Regions from separate parts of the Mus musculus genome. Here regions 1 and 3 are each linked to region 2. A link is a contact called in public promoter capture Hi-C data. All regions are on one chromosome and are shown on one strand. Each heading gives the region's core, a stretch centred on a gene start, on an enhancer-like site or on the middle of the called end of the contact. The rest is flanking DNA. Distances are from core to core; before and after follow the strand shown. Region 1 holds the start of Zfp78 (zinc finger protein 78). Region 2 holds the start of Rps5 (ribosomal protein S5). Region 3 holds the start of Zfp954 (zinc finger protein 954).

What was found. Promoter capture Hi-C pulls out the DNA fragments that hold promoters and counts their contacts.
Region 1: a promoter capture Hi-C map of second pharyngeal arch cranial neural crest shows a contact between it and region 2. The contact joins the promoter of Zfp78 here to the promoter of Rps5 in region 2. A contact is called at or near these places in 5 of 39 promoter capture datasets (cranial neural crest, frontonasal cranial neural crest, maxillary cranial neural crest and 2 more).
Region 3: a contact with region 2 is called in a promoter capture Hi-C map of pre-B cells. The contact joins the promoter of Zfp954 here to the promoter of Rps5 in region 2. A contact is called at or near these places in 3 of 39 promoter capture datasets (cranial neural crest, frontonasal cranial neural crest and pre-B cells).

The regions. Positions count from the first base shown.
Region 1 is chr7:6,360,798-6,364,616 of GRCm38.p6, forward strand. It overlaps Zfp78 (zinc finger protein 78), which reads left to right and starts at 2,511. Exons shown (of 5, transcript NM_001025163.1): 1 at 2,511-2,550.
Region 2 is chr7:12,920,681-12,924,376 of GRCm38.p6, forward strand. Rps5 (ribosomal protein S5) reads left to right here and starts at 1,631. Exons shown (of 6, transcript NM_009095.2): 1 at 1,631-1,708; 2 at 2,293-2,401. The coding sequence starts at 2,294.
Region 3 is chr7:7,120,023-7,123,839 of GRCm38.p6, forward strand. It overlaps Zfp954 (zinc finger protein 954), which reads right to left and starts at 1,454. Exons shown (of 5, transcript NM_172738.3): 1 at 1,201-1,454. The coding sequence starts at 1,278.

The DNA of each region.
Region 1 (3,819 bases), core at 1,261-3,760, 6.6 Mb before region 2:
ACTCACAGTTTTATCTTTGGAGTGTGTGTGTGGGGGGAGGGAGGCGAGGGTGTGTGTATGGAGGCATGGGGTGGATAAAGGTAACATTGATTAACAGTAGCCCATGACTTAACCAATCATACCTACCTAATAAAGCCTCAGCTTGGCCCGCCCCGCCCCGCCCCGCCCCGCCCCGCCCCGCCCCCAGTCCCTGCCTCTGCCTCCAAGCAATGCAAGGCTTTCAGAAAGACCAAGAAGAATACAGCCATGTGCTAGGGGAGTGACACACTTCAACCCTGTGGGGAGAGAAACTCCAATTCTTACTTACTTCTGCACTTTGTCTTCAACTTGTTCATTTGTGTCCTTTAAAGTCTCCTATAAACAACAACAACAACAACAACAACAACAAGAGAATCCTGTGTTTTCCTGATATCTTTCACGCTAGCAAATGAATAGAACTCAAGAAGCACAGGTGGTAGAAACTTCAGCTTAGAGTCAGAAACACAGGTAAAACAACTGAAGTTTGGGAGTTCCATCTCAAACAGTGGGGAGTTTTGTAGGGCCAAGCCTTCAATTCCAGGTACTGTCAAAACTGAATTGATGACAACTAGCAGATATCTTTTATGGAATAGGTTTTCAAAGATGTTGAAATGTTATCTGAAGAAATCAGGAAATGTATGACACACCCTCCCTACTTTATATTTCTTTATAGCCCCCCATTTGTCAGGTCTGCTTTATCTGTGGAAATTAAGATCCAAGAAGCCAGGGAACTGTCTTTGCTTCTTCTCTCTCTTCATCCACATGGCCTCGTTTTATTTGTTTCAGCTTTTAATACAACTATCGATTTCTTGGTTCTTCAATGCAGGGTTAATTTCTAGTTTGGCAAAAGGCAGAAAAAAAAATCTGACTCTTGGGGTTGGGGATTTAGCTCAGTGGTAAAGTGCTTGCCTAGCAAGCCCAAGGCCCTGGGTTCGGTCCTCAGCTCCGGAAAAAGGAAAAAAAAAAGAAAAAAAAAGAAAAAAAATCTGACTCTTATATTTTGGTTCCTATGACATTGTCGTATTTGCTGCTTCCAACATTATGACATTCCCATTTTGTAGGTGAAACATATGCTGGTTTGCTGATCCCAGAGGTGATCAACATGAGTGGGAGGGAGGAGACAATCAGATGTAGAATAGTGGCTGTTTTTATTGTAGCAAAGCTTTCCCGCAAAGATCAAACTTCCAAGCCTTGCGTCGTGGGGGCTCACACCATTGATTTCAATTTGGAAGAAAACGAATGGATACAGAAAGATCAAGAGTTACCCATTTCGGAGGTTAGTCTGGGCTAACCACCTCAAATCTCCCTCTACAAAAATTATAATCTCAAAAACTAACAATAAAGATCGAGCTTGGTTAAGTAAGGGACAGTGACATCAAGGAGGCTCACAAAAGAGTGTGAGGGAAGCCTCACGAAAGGGTGGGGAGCCTAACAAAGAGCTGGCGCAAGACTCGCCCTAACCGACACGGCTAGGAATCCTGGGCAACCCTTCTGTATAATCACGCACTCAGCCACACACTGTCACAGCTCCAATCCGTTCTGCAAACAGTCTTAAATGGTGCCTTTCTCCTCAAATTCTGCCCTTTTTCTCTGACTCCTCTGAGAAGCCGCCCCTTCTCCTTCAAGCCCCGCCCTCACCTCGGGCTGCGGGGAGAACCTCCCTACTTGCTAAGCCCTGCCCCTCATCTCAGAATGCTGTAAACCCTCCCCTTTTCTGCTTAGCGCCAGGCTCACCATGCACTACGCTGAAAACCTGCTCTTTCGCCTCAAGCCCCGCCGCCCTCTAGATTTTGCTGAGAACCCGCCCCTTCTATACTAAGTCCCGCCCTCTAGAATCTGCTGAGAACCCGCCCCTTCTTCAAGCCCCGCCTTCACCTCTGACTGTGAGGAGAACCGCCCTACTGGCTAAGCCCCGCCCCTTCAGATTGCCGAGAACCCACTCCTTCAATGCTTAGCACCGCCCTCACACGAGCCGCTGAGAACCCGCCCCTTCTCCTCCAAGCTCCGCCCTCACCTCCGGAGGCGGAGACCAACCGTTCTTGCTAAGCCCCGCCCTCACCTCGGATTCTTCTGAGAACCCGCCCCTCCTCTAATCCCTGCCCTCACCTCACCTCACACAGAGCTGAGAACCCGCCCTACTTGATAACCCCGCCCCTCACCTAATACGGATAAGCTCCCGCCCCTTACCCACTTAGTACCGCCCTCTCCAGGGACTCTGCTGAGAACACGCCCCTTCTCCACCAAGCCCCGCCCCTTACTCCAGTTTCTTCTGGGAACCTTCCTATCTAAGCCCAGCCCCTCACATCAAACTTCTGAGACCCTTGCTCTTCTCTGCTTAGCTTTGCCTTCACCCTCAGTCTAAGAAACTGTTCTCCGTAGTACCCGCTTCTCATCGCAGACTTCGCTGAGTACACGCCCCTTCAGCCCCACCTTTCTCAGATTAAGCTCTTAGGTCGTCGCTGGCAGAGGCTGCGCTTGCGCACACATAGCTTGTAGGAAACCTCCCAGCGTTCCTCGGTTGACAGCGTCTGGGTAAGGCAGCTAGCGGGCGCTTGTTAGGGAGTGGGAGCCCGAGCGCTGCGGGCAGGGGAGATCCTCGTGGTCCCTGTGTTTTCTGTCTGGAGGTAGGCAGGCGGTTGCGTGGAATCTAGGGGGCACGAAAGCTCAGACGACTGGGCGTCCGGATCTAAGTCTGTGCTTGGGTGTGCCAGGCCCGTGCGTGTGTGAAAGGAACTGGGCTGTAAGTTTTCGGTGTGAGAGAGGGAGACAGAGTCTGAGAGAAATAAGTGCTGTGATTGTGAGAGAACTGTGAAATGTATGATGATAAGTGTGTCTTCCAGTGATCTGCATTACAGCACTTAAATGCTTGGAATCTCCAAAGTAATAAATACCTTGTTGACTGCTCTTGATTGATGGCTGACAAGACTCAAGGTAGTTTCAGAGTCGGTGCTGATCATCGCAGACGCTAAACGGGATTAGAGGATCAGTCCCAAACCCCATCCAGGAGAGGACAGGAGCTGAGGTTGATCACCAGATGCCAGTCCTTTTGTTGATGTTTCGAGACAGAATGTCATGTAATCCAGCAGTCCTCAAACTCTTTATGTAAGTAGAGGATGAGTTTGGAACTCTGATCTTCCTAACTCAGCCTTCCAAGTGCTGTAATTACAGGCGTGTGCAACCCACACTCAGATAAATGATTTACACAGCCATGCTTACGTGATGAAGTGTCCATAGCGACTCAAAAGGAAAGGATTCAAAGAGCTTTCTGACAGGAGTATTGTATCCCTGCATAGAAATCCTGAGAGGCCGTTGAGGGAAGTGGGTAAAGTGAAGATAGGATTGTGTTGGAGACTTCAAGATGTTGGAGATACTAGAGTCGTGGGGTAGCTGCAGCCTGAGTGTGGAACCAGCCCAAGACAGAGAAGTACGTGGCAGTCAGCAAAGCTGAAAGGATTCGGAGATCTGAATGACACAGAGATGCAGAATTTAGAGTTTGCCCTGCTTGTTTTCCGTCTTTGTTCTTTGGTCCAGTATTGATTTTCTTATTGTGCTCCTTTCTCTCCCTTTTGGAATGTGTTTTTATTTTTAAAGATTTATTTATTTTTGCTTGTATGGATATTTTGCCTGCATGCACAAATATGTACACCAAATGCATGGCTGGAGGCATGGATCTCCTGGAACTAGAGTTACAGGCAGTTGTAAGCTGCCATGTGGGTGCTGGGAATTGAACCCCAGTCCTCTAGAGGAACATCCAGTGTTCCTAACTGCTGAGTCATTTCTCCAGCCCCACTTTTGGAAATA
Region 2 (3,696 bases), core at 381-2,880:
ACAGCATTTCTCTTAACCTATGGCCCATATTCAGGAGCCCCTCATCTGCCCTCTGTCACCTAGTAGGTAATACGGAGTCTATAAAAACATCCATTATCAATCACTGTAGTGCAATGTCAGCTTTCAAAGATAAGTAGGGTGATACCCCCAACAACAACGATAAAATTAGGTAAGATTCCCGAAATCCCAGTTTTCCCTCCCTCCACACACACAAGGTATGAACTGAGATATAGAGAAGAAAACGGGGTGAGAATCTCTCTTCTCTCTCTCTCCCTCCCTCTTTCCTCTTCTCTCCTCTCCCCTCCCTTCTCTCCTTATGTTTGTTGACACCTTTCCTCTCTTCTCTTCTCTCTCTCTCCCTCCCTCCCTCTTTCCTCTTCTCTCCTCTCCCTTCCCTTCTCTCCTTATGTTTGTTGACACCTTTCCTCTCTTCTCTCTTCTCTTCTCTCTCCCTCCCTCCCTCCCTCTTTCCTCTTCTCTCCTCTCCCTTCCCTTCTCTCCTTATGTTTGTTGACACCTTTCCTCTCTTCTCTCTTCTCTTCTCTCTCCCTCCCTCCCTCCCTCTTTCCTCTTCTCTCCTCTCCCCTCCCTTCTCTCCTTATGTTTGTTGACACCTTTCCTCTCTTCTCTCTCTTCTCTTCTCTCTCCCTCCCTCCCTCTTTCCTCTTCTCTCCCTCCTCTCCTTATGTTTGCTGACACCTTTCCTCTCTTCTCTCTCTTCTCTTCTCTCTCCCTCCCTCCCTCCCTCCCTCCCTCTTTCCTCTTCTCTCCTCTCCCCTCCCTCCTCTCCTTATGTTTCATCCCAGCAGTTGGGAGGAGCAGAGGCAGATGAATCAGCCTGGTCTAAAGAGCGAGTTCCTGGACAGCCGGTGCTACAAGGAGAAACCCTGTCTCCAAAACAAACAAACAAACAAACCCACCCCTGGGGGTGAACCTGCTGGCAAGGTCTCTCCCTTATTAGTACCAAATCACTGGGATCTCAGATAAGTAAGTCACCTAGGAGATCCCCGGGCTGCCAACCCCTCCAGGACTCCCCTCTATGTATCCCTCCCCGGGGAGGTTCACGAATGGCGGTCGGAATCTACTGTCCGCGATTGAACCTGAGGAAAAAAAGCCCAGACAAGCGTGGCCAGAGTGATTAAAAAGGAAGTGATCCCATACCGGAAGCCTGGGACCCGCCGAGCATGGCTTGCGGGAGGGGAGAGGGTGGGGCCCGTGCTTGTGAACCCGGATCGGTGGTAACCACAGGACCCGACTCCATTATTTTGGTGAGAAAATGTGAGCCGAGCTGGTTGCCCTAGCTAAGAATCCACCGTCCATGGTTCCTGGGTTTTGCAGCCTAATTACGGAGAGCGTGGACTGGACGTCAGCACTACTTAGATATGGCGGCGTCGGTCTCACCAAAGTTTCTGCGCATGTGCGCCGACTCAGAAGCCTAGCTAGTACTTCAGAGGTCCGCCAGAAGACGGGCGTGGCGCTGTTTCTAAAAGTGCGCATGCTTTACCCGGCTCAAAGGGCGCCTCTCATCCTAGCGCTTGATTGGTTGGTGAGCACGCTGTTTTCATCTGCGCGTGCGTCTCTACCTCTGACCCGGAAGTTTTCGCTTTGCATAAAAGCGCTAGTCCGCTGCGCGCGGCCTCTTCCTGTCTGTATCAGGGCGGCGCGTGGTCCACGCCGAGCGACTGAGAAGCCCAGTCTGCGCCCTCAGGTGAGGCTGCGGAGGGACACGGAGTTCAGAAGAGGTGACCATGAGTGTTCTAAGGCACATCTGGGGGGCCGGAGGCCGAACCTGAAGCCTGGGCGTGACCGCTTGGATCTCACCGTTTCTCTGCGAAAAAGGGTGCCTAGGGAAACTCGGCACGGGCCGAGTTAGTCTTCGCCTCTTGTTTGCACTGTTTTGACTTCATACTTTGCACACACGGGACTCCAGGGAAATCACTTGGGTCATATACCATAAACATAAATCTAGGTTTGCTTAGTTTTGTGATGACTCTTTTGCTCAGTACACGTTCTAAGTGCACAACGGAAATCTGATGGGAGCTGATGAGTATACGGCTTCATGAACCATCATACTGTGGTCCATGTACCAGCTGATTAGCGGGGTGACTGCCGAGTTACTTTAGAATCCTGAGTGGTTTTCCTGGGTTTGGAGAGCTGTTCAAAGCTTTCTGGGTCTCCCCTTCATGTCCCAGTTTGCCACAAAGTGAGAGTTCGTCTGAAGAGTTTGGGGTCAGAGTGACTGCTCCAGCATGTCTAGGCAGTAACGGTTTCTTGCCATTCTCCTGTCCCCAGGATGACTGAGTGGGAAGCAGCCACACCAGCGGTGGCAGAGACCCCTGACATCAAGCTCTTTGGGAAATGGAGCACTGATGACGTGCAGATCAACGATATTTCTCTGCAGGTAAAAGGAACTTAATGATTGTTCTTTGTGATGATTTTTTTAATTGAGACCAGGTGTGGATGAGCTTCTAGTTCAGAAAAGGGCATAAAACAACCAGTGGATGTACAAGACAGGTAGAAGAGCAATAACTGGACAGCTACACCCACGCCTAATACAAACTGGCACTAAAAGATGTTAGAGTGTGGTTTTTATCCCGTATTTTTCTAATCGTGTGTCTCTTGAGACAGAGTCAGGGTCTTGCTGTGTAGCCCTTGCTGGCTGCCTGGAGCTCTTTGAGATCTTGCCTCTGTCTCCCATGTGCCACTACACCTGACTTGATGTCCCCTTTCGTTTGTATATTCAGTTAGTGGGTATCAATTGAAAAGATGGCTTTAGTCAACTGAACCATGTTGGCACCCTTGTCAAAAGCAGTTGGTAAGCTGCTATCAGCCTACAGCAAGAGGAATTTGAGTATGAGACCAGTTGGTGCTATGAATGTTCCCTGCTGCCCTCCCCTGAAAAATGTCAGTTGGCTATGGGTACTGTTATGGCTAAGTTAGTATGGGAGCTATTTGCTTTGCCCTCATAACCCATTTTGAGGTAATCTCATATAGCTGAGACTGGCCTGAAACCCTGTCTAGTGGAAAAAGCTAATATCTGCATTCTGTCCCGAGTGCTGGGATTGAAGGTATATATCACCATTCCAAGTTTATCCCACTACTTGACATTGAACCCAGGGCTTTTTACAAAGCAAGCACCCTACCAACTCAGCTATATCTTTCGGCCCAGTTGTCTATTTTGTTCAAAGGAATTAAAGTATGTCTACTGTCTGTAAAGATACCACAGAATGAGCTTGTAAGGTGGTTCAGCCTATAAAGACAGTTACCACAAAGCCTGACAATATAAGTTTAATCCTTTGAATCCAAGGTAGAAGAATAGAACTGACAGCTGCAAATTGTCCCCTGACTTGCGTACATGCCCAAAATAGAAGGGAAAAAGAAACAGCAGGACCTAGGCATTAATCTAAAAGATTTTCAGTCTTGTCTAGTGAGTGTTTAGTTTACTTTGTGAGTTTATTTGGGGAGGTCTGCAATCCTTTTTGTGTTAGCGATTAGAGCCAGGGCTTTTTCACATGCTAGGCCAACACACATTGTTACTGAGACACAGTGTGTACACACTTCGAACTTCTTAGGCAACAGGTAGGTTAATAAATGTGGTTTTGTCTCACAGGTGGTCCAGAATAATCTGTCAAGTGCTGGTGTGCTGCCAAGTGTCCTTAAACTACACAGGACAGCCCTCCCTTCTTTGAGGAGTCC
Region 3 (3,817 bases), core at 204-2,703, 5.8 Mb before region 2:
AGTACAGCTGTTTCCTATGCACCTCACTAATGCTTGTGTCGAGAATTTCACAAACACACAATTGTTTTAGAATGTATAGGTTTATCTATATACAATTGGGAGGCAGGTGGTGGTGGCTTTCATCTTTAATCCTATACAGAAAAAGCCTGTCTCAAAAAACCAAAAAAGATGTCAGGCAGTGGTGGCACGCTCCTTTAATGCCAGAACTAGGGAGGCAGAGACAGGTAGATCTTTGAGTTCAGGGCTAGGCTGATTTACAGAGAGAGTTCCAGGACAGTCAGGGCTACACAGAGAAACCCTGTCTCTATAAAAAGCCAAGGGGAAAATGAAAAAAAAAAGTTATTGGGTAAGCATGGTGTGCATCCCTTTAACTGCAACACTTGGAAGGCAAAGGAAGGCAGATCTCGGAGACTGAGGCAAGCACTGGCTACATAGGCCAGCCAGACCTGAGTTCCAGGGGGAAAAGTAGTTAACACAGCAGACTTTAGTTAAATGCTGAATGTTTTCACATAAGTAAGTAAGTAAGTAAGTAAATGAATGAATGAATAATAAAAGGGAAAGAAAGTACTACTTTAAAGTCAAACAAGCAGGAAGTGGGAGGTCCTGCCTTTAATCCAATCACTCTAAAGGATTGCAAGTTTGATTCTAGCCTCGTTTACATAGCCTCGTTTACATATGTCTCAAAAAAATTCAGATATTTGAAGACTAATCTCTCCCTCTATGGTCTACAACCCTAACTGCTGCATTAGTCCACAGCATTTACCTAAGGATTCATAGATCTCTGTCTCCATCCACATAACTTCATCCTTGCTCAATATTCCCCCGGAGATGCTTGGGAAAGTTTGAATAGATCAAGTTTCACCTCTGTTCAAATCTTCCATGGCTACCAGTCTCTCTATAAACAAAAGTCAGGTCCTTAGGGGTACTGGGCCCTTTTTCCCTCATCTAAAACGCCAGTAGAGGTCACCCCAGGGCTCTGTCTCCGAGCTCAGGCCCGCCCACAAGCCTTGGGAGGTACAGTCCAACAGGCACTGTGAGTCAGAGGGGATGGCTCTAGCGATCTAGCACACAGATGTCAAAAAACATTATTTCGTTCATCCGTACCCTACAGTCGGGGACATGAACGTCTGCCCTGTTGGCTCCTGACCCAGATCTCAGTGCTCTAGAACTCAGGTAGGTGGGCGATCACTAGGCACTCACCTGGGGCAGGGCTCCACCCGCAGCCTCCACAATCACCATCGGGCTCCAGAGGATGGTGGGGCCCTGGGAAGTCGCCATCCGCACTCGAAGCCTGGATCAGATCACACGAGCTGTCGCAAACCTCAGATCCGTCTCTGTGACGGGGGACAAACGCTTTTAACGTGCCGGCTTTCCTGCCATGGCCAAAGCAGATGACACCAGTTTTCTGTGAGCCATACTGACGGGTCCAGGAAGTTACAAAGAACCTCCAGCACGCAAAGCCAAAAGTCCCGCCCAACGGTTCTCGCCGTCGCTGAAATGCCCATTTTCATTGGCTGAGTTTCATGCAATGTTTTCTGGGCAATGTAGTTCATGCAGGAGCAAATTTCTGCGATCCGGACACAACTGCCCTGCTTGACAAGACCAAGTTTCAGTGGATTTCTTGGCACTGGCGTGGAGACTATTTTCTCCACACCGTTTTCTACCTTAGGTGAGTTAGATGTGGATTAGAAATAGTAGAGGCTGAGTCACAAGGTCAGGCTTGCTGGAACTCTTAAATTACAGAACTGCAGGCAGAGGCAGGTAGATTTCTGTGTTTTCGAAGCTGTCATAGTGTGTTCCAGGCCAGACAGGGCTACATAGTGAAACCTTGTTTTATTTGATGTCTAGAAATACAGGAGACGGGCAAAGTTGAATTTTGCATTTGAGACATTTGCCTTGTGTGAAATGATACTCGCCAGGTTCGTGGGCTAATAAATACAGAAATGGTGACCATGGAAGAGGGGAAAAGGACATGTTTGGATTGGATTCAAAGATTCCTTCACCACAGGACTCTAGATTCAGACACTTCTCACACCACTATGGAGTCGTCAGGATTAATGCTTCTATTGTGCTAAGAGAAAATTAAAGGAACATTTAGGAACATTTAGGAAGCTTTGCTGTACTCCCCCCCCCCCCCAAGACTGCTCTGGAAAATGCGAACACGGGCGTATCTGTAATCATGACAGTGTCCGCAGAAGTCCTGTTAATTTCATGCATATCGCTTCTCCACTTTCCCCTTCTGCAACTGTCCCGGTTTCCCATGGTCCACATTGTCTGAACTACAATACCCAGAAGAGATGGCTCATACACCTTTAATTCCAGCACTTGAGAGGCAGAGACAAATGGATCTTGGAGTTCAAGGCTAACTTTCTCTACAGAGCAATTTCCAGTAATACACAAGAAACCCTTTTACTAAAAGAAAAACAAGGTTGGAAGGTAGGAGCGGAGATAGGTTTTGTCTTCTGACATCTGGACAAGTCTGAAATCTGCTGCCTTAGTGTGACTGATTCTAAGCCTTAAGTAGGAATGCCTCTATTCATGAGCCTCTCAGGTCAGCTGGGTCAGCTGGGCTGCAAACTCTTGATGCAGATGAGATGGTACATGGTCCCCGGTCTACTGATGTTACAGAACCCTGGGGTCTGGATAATGAGCCCAGGCACAGGGCTGATGTCCCTGATAGCAATCCAGTCCTAGAAGGTTGTTTTTATTGTTTTTATTTTTACTCTCCTGAAGATTGTATTTCCTTTCTGTGCCAGTACTACTCCTGTAAACATGTGAACATTACTAAGATACTCCAGACTTTCTGCAAGCAATGTGGCAAGCACCAGCTCCACAAAGTGGTACAGTATAAGATGGACAAGGATTCTTTGTCCAAGGAAAGTGGCCTCACAACAGAACAGAGTGACAATAGTCAGATGTAGCCTGCTCTTTGCCTAAAGGCTGAAATAGCATCTAGTGCTTTTAACTGCTGAGCAATCACTCCAGCCCTTCTTGGATTTTGTTTTTTTTCTTTTGTTACCCTTTGATTCAAGCCAGGACAACGAGTGACAAAACAAGTTTCAATGACTAAATTGAAGTCCCCTATGTTACATATATTAAATATCCTGCCACATTGATGTGAAAGGTAACTGATACAGCTTTCATAGCTATCAGCCCTTCTTTAGAACTGTTTGTATCCCAAGGGTCCTTTTTCCTTTCTTCTCTCTCTCTCTCTCTCTCTTCCTTCCTTCCGTCCCCTCTTCCTTCCTTCCTTCCTTCCTTCCTTCCTTCCTTCCTTCCTTCCTTCCTTCCGTCCTCCCTCCCTCTCTCCCTCCTTCCCTCCCTCCCTCCATCCCTCCTTCCCTCTCTCCCTTCCTTTCTTTTCCTTCCTTCCTTCCTTCCTTCCTTCCTTCCTTCCTTCCTTCCTTCCTTCCTTCCTTCCTTCTTGAAATCGGGTATCTTTATATGTCCTTGGCTGCCTGTGAACTATATGAAAATCTGCAGGCTGGCCTTGAACCTACAGCGCCACATTGTCCCTCCATACATGGTATTTTCATTTACATTGGAATTTAAGAATTTTTAGATTTTCCTCCTGATGTTTTTCTTTGCATACTTTGTAGATTTTAGTTTTACTTGACTGTTACATGAGTAGATACAAGTAATAATTTTGATTGTTTTGTATTTTTGAAGATACCTTTTATGGTGGGAGTAGTGGTGTACATCTTTAATCCCAGGGCTTGGGAGGCAGAGGTAGGTGGAACTTTGTGATTTCCAGGCCAGCCAGGTCTGTTGCAGAGAACCCTGTCTTAAACAAAGCAAAGCAAAGCAAAGCAAAGCA